Linked DNA regions of Gossypium hirsutum: region 1 is linked to region 2. Evidence: chromatin contacts called from public Hi-C data. All regions are on one chromosome and are shown on one strand. Each heading gives the region's core, a stretch centred on a gene start, on an enhancer-like site or on the middle of the called end of the contact. The rest is flanking DNA. Distances are from core to core; before and after follow the strand shown.

Region 1 (4,915 bases), core at 2,130-4,629, 200 kb after region 2:
CCAGTTTCGTTTCTGATCTCTTTGTGCTTCATTGAGCATCTTGAATTTTACTCTTTGTTAGACACTGGTTTAACAAATAAACAACACATTGAACAATTTTAGCCTAAAAGGTTCTTGGTAGATGCTTACATTTTACCCTTCTTGCCATATGAAGCTTTCCAATAGCTTCGAGATATACTCATCTCCTTTATCAGATATGAGTATCTTTAGATAATGTCCACTCTATTTTTCCACCAAAGCTTTGAACTCCATGAACGCATCAAGTGCTTGTGATTTTTTTTAAAGAAAATACATCCAAAGTTTTCTACTAAAATCATCAATAAAGGTAAGATAGTACTTGTGTCTCCCTAGTGATAGTATATCAAAAGAATATTCTATGTTAGAGTCCACAATCTCTACTAGTCTTCTAACTCTTCAAGATTTTCAAACTTTAAAACTTTTTCTATGTTGTTTTCTTTTATTACAGGCTTCACACATTTGATTAGGAAGACTAATTTCTAGTAATTCGTTCACCATCTTTTTTTTTCAATAATAGCTTCAAGCCAGAAAATCCAAGATGCCTAAATCGTAAATGCTAGAACCATTAATCATCTTTCATAATAGTAATAATCTCCATACACTTTACTTCTCTTAACTTGATTTCAATAACGAACAAACTATTCCATGTCATATGAACTTGGGCAATTAATTCTCCATTTTTATTTCTTAGGGTGAACGATCCTTCATGTGTACTTTATATCCCATTTCTAGAAGTTGGCCAAGGAAAATGATGTTGCTTTTTAATTTTGGTACATAATAAACATCTCATATGTATTTTTTATCTACATTCTTTCGTGTAATCATGACTTTGCCTTTATATTTGACAGCAACATGTGATTCACAGTTACTTGTCCATGAATAGTCTCGTCCAACTCTAAGAATAGCTCTTTTTAGACACGAATGTGATTTAGGGTACAATTATCAAGATATCAAATATTTTTCTTGGATTTTTCACTTTCTTTGTAGGTTAAAAATACACTAGATTCCACATTTTTTCTTCTCTAGTTGCTGCTATATGATTTCTCTTCTCCACTTGAGGAGCATATCTACATTCGTAACTAAAATGACCATATTTATTACAATTAGAATATTGAACTTAAAATATATTTCCTTGTTGAAATCTGTTTCTACCTCGACCTTAGCCTCTAAATCCTCGTCCACGACTATATATTTAATGCTCTTCAGTTATATAGCCTATACCATATGATTGATTGCATGGTCCACTTCTATTGACACATATATATCATTCATGGTATCCCCCATGATTGCTTTTTCCTTGTCAATCACTGTTACTAGATCTACCTTCACTAAAGGACAAACTTGCTTTGCAAGACTTGCTCCAAATTTCTAGTATCTTCATTTTGCTTCATTTTTTGCTTATGGATTTGGAGAGAACCCACAAGTTCATTGATAAATATTTGTGACAAACCTTTTGATTCTTTTATGGAGAGAACCACATAATCAAATTTACGTGTCAACGATTGCAAATTCTTTTCCATTATCCTGAAATCATCAAGAATTTCTCCATTTCATTTCATTTCATTCACCAACTCTTTCACTTAAGTAATGTAGTAATCAACGTTCTCTGAACTTTTCATTTTTAACATATTAAATTCAAATCTAAGTGATTCGAGACGTACCTTTTTGGCCTTTTCAACTCCTTGAATGGATTTTTTCAAAATAACCCATATTTCTTTGATGCTTCCCATCTGAATTTTTTTCAAAGGTTCATCCATCAACTCATTGAAAATTAAAGCATAACTCCTTAACCTTTTTTTGAGCTTCCTTCAATGCTCTTCTCTCTTCATTTGTTAAATTTGCTTCAACATTATCTGTCTCGACATATCTTTTTCCAACAATATCTAACAATCTTGAGATCCAAGCAAAACCTTCATTCGAATACTCCAATTACCATAGTTTGTCTTCGTTAATTTTGAAAATTGTGATTGAATCATATTCACCATCATGAAGTGAGCACAAATCTAACTTGGATAACACTCGTTAAAAGTGTAGTGGACGCTAAAACCAAAATAATTTCAGTACTCAATAAAATAAGTCATTACAACAAAACAAATATATAAACTTTCCTTTATTTACTAGTTGTTGCTAGTATTGTTCTTTATTTTCAATTCTCGCCCACTTACTCTACCACACACACTTCTATTTCTCACTCTTTTATTTTTATTTTTTTGCTTATACACACTCTACACACACTACACTTACATGTTTATAGGCTTAATAAGCCACCTAAAACCCTTCCAACAAATCTAATTTGCTATAGTTTTTATTCACTAATATTATTTATTTATAAATAATGCTTCAATTAAGTTCATGCCACATTTCCTAACTCCATGCCACCTTGTTTTTGCCCATAAATTGTCAACTTAAAACCATCATACTTTTGCCACTTTACAAGCCAACTCATAATCTTATCCCCATCCTTTATCAACTTAAAGTCGGTTTGACTCAACAATAAGATCATGCTATTGCAAGTTTCATTAAAGCTTTTTACCATTTTCAACCAAGGTTAATGTATGAAAGATGCATTATAACAAAAAAGATTGGGTTCTTTGATTTGAAAACACTAGCTCTTTGAAGAGCTTTATCATATTCGCTAGAAAAAGTTCTTATTCCCCTAAAGAGATTGTTTAATAATGATTTTATAATTTTTTAAATAATTTTTATTATTGGAAATTTTTTATAATTTTTATAATATTTCTAGAAATTTTATTAATATTTTTTTTATAAATTTTGATTATTTTTTATTTTTTTTACTTTAAAGATTTTTTTAAAAATTTTTTAGAATTATTGTTAAGAAAAATGTTAAAAGTATTAATATGATGGTTTAGCTATATTTTTAGAACAATGATATTTGAACTAGACCGGATTAGACCAAAAACTAGTTAGGGTACCAATCAAGAGAATAATATCGGACCAACTAAACCAAAAACGAAACAAATGGTTGAATCAGCTAAAAATCGGCTGAACCTGATTTTTACTTTTTATGAATTTTTAATAATTTTTTAATTGAGCTAATTGAATTGGTGGCCTAATTGGTTCGACTACCAGTTCGGTTCTAAAAACATTGGATTAGAGGCTAAATTAGCTATTAACTCATTAAATTAACATACCACATCCTTTTAACGGAAGCTATAAGATAGTGATCAAAATATAATAACTCAATAACTGGAGTGACCATTATGTAATTTTTAAAAGTTGAGTGGCTGAAACATAATTTTAAATACAATTTAGGGACTGTTGGTGTAGTTTACCCAAGAAAGTAAAAAAAAAAAGACACCCACGTGTGCGATCATACTTAAAGAGCCGAAAACCCTAATCAAAACGTCACCTTTTATGTATAAGATTTATAAGAGAAAGGCCTTTGTCTTCTAATTTCCTCATTCCGCACTTCGGTTCTCTCTCTTTGCGGCATCTATCATAGGTATGGCGACAGCCATTGTAGCCCCTGCCACCGCCTCACTGCAAGATCCAACCAAGTCTCACCCTGACGTCAAGCTCTTTAATCGCTGGAGCTTCGAGGAAGTTCAAGTATTTCTTTTTCTTTTTCCCCCTTTTGCCTCTCTATGCATACATTTCTTTTTTCATTCTCTTGGCTTTGTTTTTTCTAGATTTTATATGAAATGTTCCGTTTTAGCATGTTCTCTATTTTTTTGGTCTTTTCAAGTCGAGTGGATCTACTAGGACTAATTAATTGTATACAGGGATTCTGTTTTCGTAGAGAATCGGTCTTGTTGTTTTTAACTTGATATTATTTGTTAGATCATCTTGTTGTGACTGAACATCTATATTGTTGTTCTCTGATTTGAAGATTTTACTTGTTGTCTTAGATGTTACTGATATTCAGTTTGACAATTATGTTAATCCTAAATGTTTGTCTTCATGTTTGTAAGAAATTGGTTAATTTTAGGTTAGATTATTTGGATAAGATGATCGTATTAGATTGTCTTTCGAATGCTTAAAGACTCCTGAAGATTCGAAAAAATTAGGTTCCTCAACTTGCTGTTCCCTTTGATAACTCCAATCGTTAGCCCTGGTCCTTGATGTGAATGATTTATCTATTTTAGGTTTCTGATATCTCTTTGAGTGACTACATTGGTGTTCAACCTTCCAAACATGCAACCTATGTGCCACACACTGCTGGGAGGTACTCAGTTAAGCGTTTTAGAAAGGCTCAGTGCCCCATTGTTGAGAGGCTTACAAACTCATTGATGATGCATGGCCGAAACAATGGAAAGAAACTTATGGCAGTCAGGATTGTGAAGCATGCTATGGAAATTATTTATCTCCTGACTGATCAGAACCCAATTCAAGTCATTGTTGATGCCATTATCAACAGGTGGCCTATATAACCTTTAAGAATTTCCTTTTTCAAATGTATCACTAGCTGACTTTAATCTTTAAAGTAGCAGATGATGTTAATTAAAACATCTTCCGATTCTGGGTTATCTTTGTTGGATCAATCTTTGATAATCCTTGTTGATTTTTTATTGATATAACAGTGGACCTCGTGAAGATGCTACTCGTATTGGTTCTGCTGGTGTTGTGAGGCGCCAGGCTGTTGATATTTCTCCTCTTCGTTGAGTGAATCAGGCCATCTATCTCCTTACCACTGGTGCTCGTGAGTCTGCATTCAGAAACATTAAAACTATCGCTGAATGTTTGGCTGATGAGCTTATTAACGCAGCAAAGGGATCATCTAACAGGTAAATAACAGCCTTTGAACTCCCGTGCTTGAACCTTATTTTGCTTTGAAACTAGGAACTGTCCTTGCAATCCCATTTATTTACTACTGCTTGCTTCATCATACTCGCGTTGTTTGTGCAGCTATGCCATCAAGAAGAAGGACGAAATCGAG
Region 2 (4,703 bases), core at 2,085-4,584:
AATTCTACATTCTCTTCAAACTCATATTGTACTCCTCAATCCAAAATTTTCTTTAAAAATCTTTTCTTAATTTCCTCTTTCACAAATATCTAACTTATATAAATTTCTATCTTCAGCTAAAATTTCTCATTTTCTCTTGTAACCGTATTTCCTTTCATTCTTATTTCAGAGTATTTCAAATCTCAATATTATCTTGCACTGTACTAATCCCAACATTTTTCTTCTCACAGTATTTTCCTCAATTCTACATTACCAGTACTTTTAAATCTTTTATTCATTACTTCTATCATTTATCATAACTAAATCATTTGTTACCTTTCCACTAAATTTCTTTATACATCTTATTTTAATTCTCTCTTTTCGAAGCAAACATTGATTTTCCCAGTTATGGATCGAAATAAATCATCTCGATCAAATCCGCATAGAATTTAATTGGCTCAATCGCTGCCAACAAACTCTTTAAGGTGACTGGTTTTTATCAAATTTTGCTTCTTTGTTGATTTCTTAAAGAATTAGGCTTCAAATTGATAAAAATTAAGCCTAGTTTATGAAAACGACTAAATTGTAAAGCTTAATTATTAGTTTTGTACATTAGGGAGCAAATTGAATAAAATGTAAATCTGTTATAAAATTTTGATAGGAATAGAAAGTAGAAGGCCCTTACTGAGTAAGTGTGAAATTAAATTTTAATCCAAAGCTTTAGATCGAAAGTTATAATTGTCCCGGGTTTAGAGACTAAATTGAATAAACTGCAAAATATGTTTGAATTTTTATTTGAACGTGATTTGATATGGAATTTAATATTGTGTTATTGTTTAATTATTATTCGTAGCTAAAGACGACGTAGGGCCGTCGAGAGAAAAAAGAAAGGCGAGAGTTGATGACGAGTGACACAAGCTTTCGATTTGTATTTCTATGATTCGGGATTAACATAAGTATTGCATATTCATGATATTTTGCATAATATGACATTGAGGTGAGTTAAAAATAATTATTTGAATGGAATTGATATGTTTGAGATTGAATATCAAGACAATGAACTAAATTGGATAGAATAGAAATTCGCACGAATTAATTGATATATGTTATTTGACATAGAATTGGTTGAATATGCTATATGATATGTTGAAATAGTGAAATTGATAATGAATTGAGAAAAATAGAATGTGAATTGAGTTATATGATGAGATCAAAAAATTGGTTACCCTATTAACTGTTCGAGCAGAGTCGGATATAATTGGCATGCCATAAGATAGATTAAGTACGAGTTACTGCGACTATATGTTGATGAGCGCTGGGCGCATTTTCCTTCGGACGTTCCGATGAGTGCTAGGCAAAACTTTTAAGTCGGTTATACCGATGAGTGTTAGGAACAATCTATTTACTTCAGATGTTCCGATGAGTCACTGAGTGCCAAATTGGTGTATTGGTTAGGATCTATGTATTCGTTCGAGCCCGAGTTTGAGTCATGTTAATAGGGGATATAAATTGCTCAATTGGTTTAATGATGCTCGAAATGAACTAATGTTATGAAATTGTACTAAAGGTACATATATGCAATATATGATTATTGATAGTATGTGAAAGACTATGTAAATCAGTTAAACAAGCTTGAGGACCTATATGGAAAGATAATGATTGAATTGACTCGATTCAGAAATGAAATGCAATGTTAATTAATGTGTTAAATTGGATAGAATTGTGAACATTAATGATATTCGTATGATATATTCAACTGGCTTACTAATTGAGGTAATATATATAGTTGGTTCATTTGACATAATTGGGGTATCTTATGGCATATACATGTTTTGTGGATTGAAGATTAGCATGATTTTCATATGAATTTTTTGATAATGGTATTTTAATTGGATGTATGCAATTGGTATAAACTTGTATTGCTTTGTCTTGAATTATGGAAATACCAATGAGCTTTATCGCTCAGTGTACAATTTGTTTTCCCCACACAAGTGTAAGTACATCCCAAGGTCCCAAGAAATGATTTTAGCATCCAACCAGAAATCCCCAACTCATCAATATTTGTAAAATATCTTTTGTTTGTTATATGTCATATACCTAGCCTGAGTCGGTTTGTTTATTATATGATCAAGTCACATTAGGAGTTAGAATGATGAATTAGAAATGGTTAAATGGTTGGACTGTATGGATGAACTAGGCAATTAAATGCTTTGTATGAGAAGATGAAATACTTGTGTTCATACTCAATTGTATATGTCCATTTGGTAATGTTTTGAAGTTCATGATTATCAAATATGAAATTGAATGATTATGAATTACAAATGATCATGTTAATGATGAAACATATTGGAAATGTATGTTTGAAATGACATTTTGGTTGAAATGGAAATTAATATTGATGGAAATGAATGATTAGGTGAAACAGGTTGGTGCCATTTTGGCCATTTTAAAAATAGATCGTTACGTCGTGACGTAGAGCATTTATTATTGCAATGAGATCAAGTTAGTATGTTGTATCGCGAAGAGGTACCCTGAAGTTGCAGCGTCAACCTGAAATTTTGAAAATATTACAATTTAGTTCTAATTCGATATCGGGTTAACAATAAAGCTTTCAAAAGCTTGTATAAGATCCGAAAATGATTACGTATTGTATTATACACATATTTTACTTATATTTGAATCTTTAATTGTTTTAAAAATGAAATATAATTTTATCGTAGTTGCTCCGGCAACGAATGTGGCACCTTGTAGCTCAGACCCGATGATTGGGTTAAGTATCGAGGTGTTACAATCACAAAATATATACAAATACTCAAAAAACTCATATAAACATGCTTAGAATGGAAAATCACTAAGGGACTTGTGAGGAGAAGCATAAAGTGCACTAATGTGCCAAGATACTAAGAGAAAATAATATGGCATATTAGAAATTTTGGTAAATTCTTAGATACTAATTTTGGTAAAGTCTTAGAAATTTTTGTGTAACTTTAGAAATTTCAATAATTTATTAGAAATTTTGGTAACTACTTAGAACTTTTTGTAAATCCTTAAAAAATTTGGAATTTCCTTATAAATTTTGGTAATATACAAAATTAATTTCCAACCCTAAATAATATTTAATTACAGAGTAAATTTACTATTATATATTAGTTTCCATGTCATCTTATTTTAATGCATTAAGAAAATATATTTAAATATGTGATATAAACCAAATTCTATTACCAATCTGGATAAAAGAAGAACTTAGATACTAATTTGAAAATTGAAACAAAATTTAGATACTAAAAATATAATATCCCTTTATATTTTTCTTTTCCCGTTAGCATTTGAAGGGAGCTTAAGGAAATCTCATTGTGAGGAGCGTTCCCCGAAACGTGTGGTGAAGTGGCTTTATAACAGTTTAGTAGTGTGACGTGGCTTAATAACACTCACACTGTTCACGCTCCACTCTCTGTCTCAGTTCACGCGCCCTCCCATTTCATTTCGTCTTCGTGATAGAAGCAAGAGAGCCAGGAAAAGAGTGTAAAAGAGATAAAAAAGAAAGTTAAAACAAAAAGAAAAAAGAAAATTCTCAATCCAAAGTCCAAACTAGGGTTAGGGTTATCCCTAATCAGGATAACGATTTCCACGCTCGATTCTTCCAACTGATAAATTAAACATGGGCGCCAATTCGTCACCAACAGACTTGACCACTGATCTCGATGAGCAGATCTCGCAGCTCATGCAGTGTAAGCCACTTTCGGAGCAGCAGGTACCTTAATTTTTTCTCTATCTGTTTGTTTCCAAGAAAGTATCGAAATTTACCAGGAATTAATCCAATAATATATTTTTAAAATTTGTGAATAATCGATTAGGCTCTGATTTGTGAATAGTGTTATTGCAATATTTACTGCTAATTCTTTTTTTCTGTTTAAATTTCAATTCAGAGTTATGAACAAAAAATGCAGCTTCTTTTTCTTCTTCTTTAAAGCAGGGAAAGAAAATGATTTATTTTTATTTGATATAGGTAATTTCAACATAACTCGGGGTATTTGCTCGGAATAAGTGTTGTGGGTTTAAATTTTATACTTGTTGCTCGTGGAGTTTTCTTCGTTTCATCTTATTTGTGTTGTTTTAATTTGGGTCAATGGAAGCTTGTCTTTTTCTGTCTTGTGTTGTGGAATATAACTTTTAATAACTCTATTTTTTTCTCATATTGTATTGTTTAGGTCAGAGCATTGTGTGATAAGGCAAAGGAAATACTGATGAAAGAAAGCAATGTCCAGGTTTATTATCTTAGTCTGGCTTGTGTTTCAGGCATCTATGTCTATATTTGTTTATTTATTGGCGTATTTTGGAGGTGTTGAGATTGCTCCTCCGTAAACTGGGAAAGCATTGATTTTTTTTTAACAGCCTGTGAGAAGCCCGGTGACAATTTGTGGTGATATCCATGGGCAGTTTCATGATCTTGCAGAACTTTTTCGAACTGGAGGGAAGGTACTTGTTCTGACTTTGACTGTTGATTTTTGTATTCAGTTCTGTTTCAGCGGGGAATGTGTAAAATAATTAGTTGAGACCTCAATCTTTTTGAAGTTGGAGCTCTCCAGAGGTATCTTGATTGATCATATTTGTAATGCGAATATTTTTAATTTATGCTCTTTTGCATGCATTGACATGTGAGCTTTTTGTCTCCACCCTCCAGCACTTTCATGCATAAGTGTTCTGTTTTAATAAAATTTGTCTAC

The links. A called contact is a pair of places that touch in the nucleus more often than the background predicts.
Region 1: a contact with region 2 is called in a Hi-C map of leaf, with 1.9 times the contacts expected there. The contact joins the promoter of LOC107899201 here to the promoter of LOC107899208 in region 2. A contact is called at or near these places in 4 of 34 Hi-C or Micro-C datasets (anther, callus, hypocotyl and 1 more).

What each region holds. Positions count from the first base shown.
Region 1 is chrD04:31,493,014-31,497,928 of Gossypium_hirsutum_v2.1, forward strand. It overlaps LOC107899201 (40S ribosomal protein S5), which reads left to right and starts at 3,380. Exons shown (of 4, transcript XM_041091260.1): 1 at 3,380-3,588; 2 at 4,125-4,396; 3 at 4,560-4,763; 4 at 4,885-4,915. The coding sequence starts at 3,484. The coding sequence ends at 4,641.
Region 2 is chrD04:31,293,213-31,297,915 of Gossypium_hirsutum_v2.1, forward strand. It overlaps LOC107899208 (serine/threonine-protein phosphatase PP2A-4 catalytic subunit), which reads left to right and starts at 3,335. Exons shown (of 11, transcript XM_016824852.2): 1 at 3,335-3,730; 2 at 4,188-4,244; 3 at 4,372-4,455. The coding sequence starts at 3,638.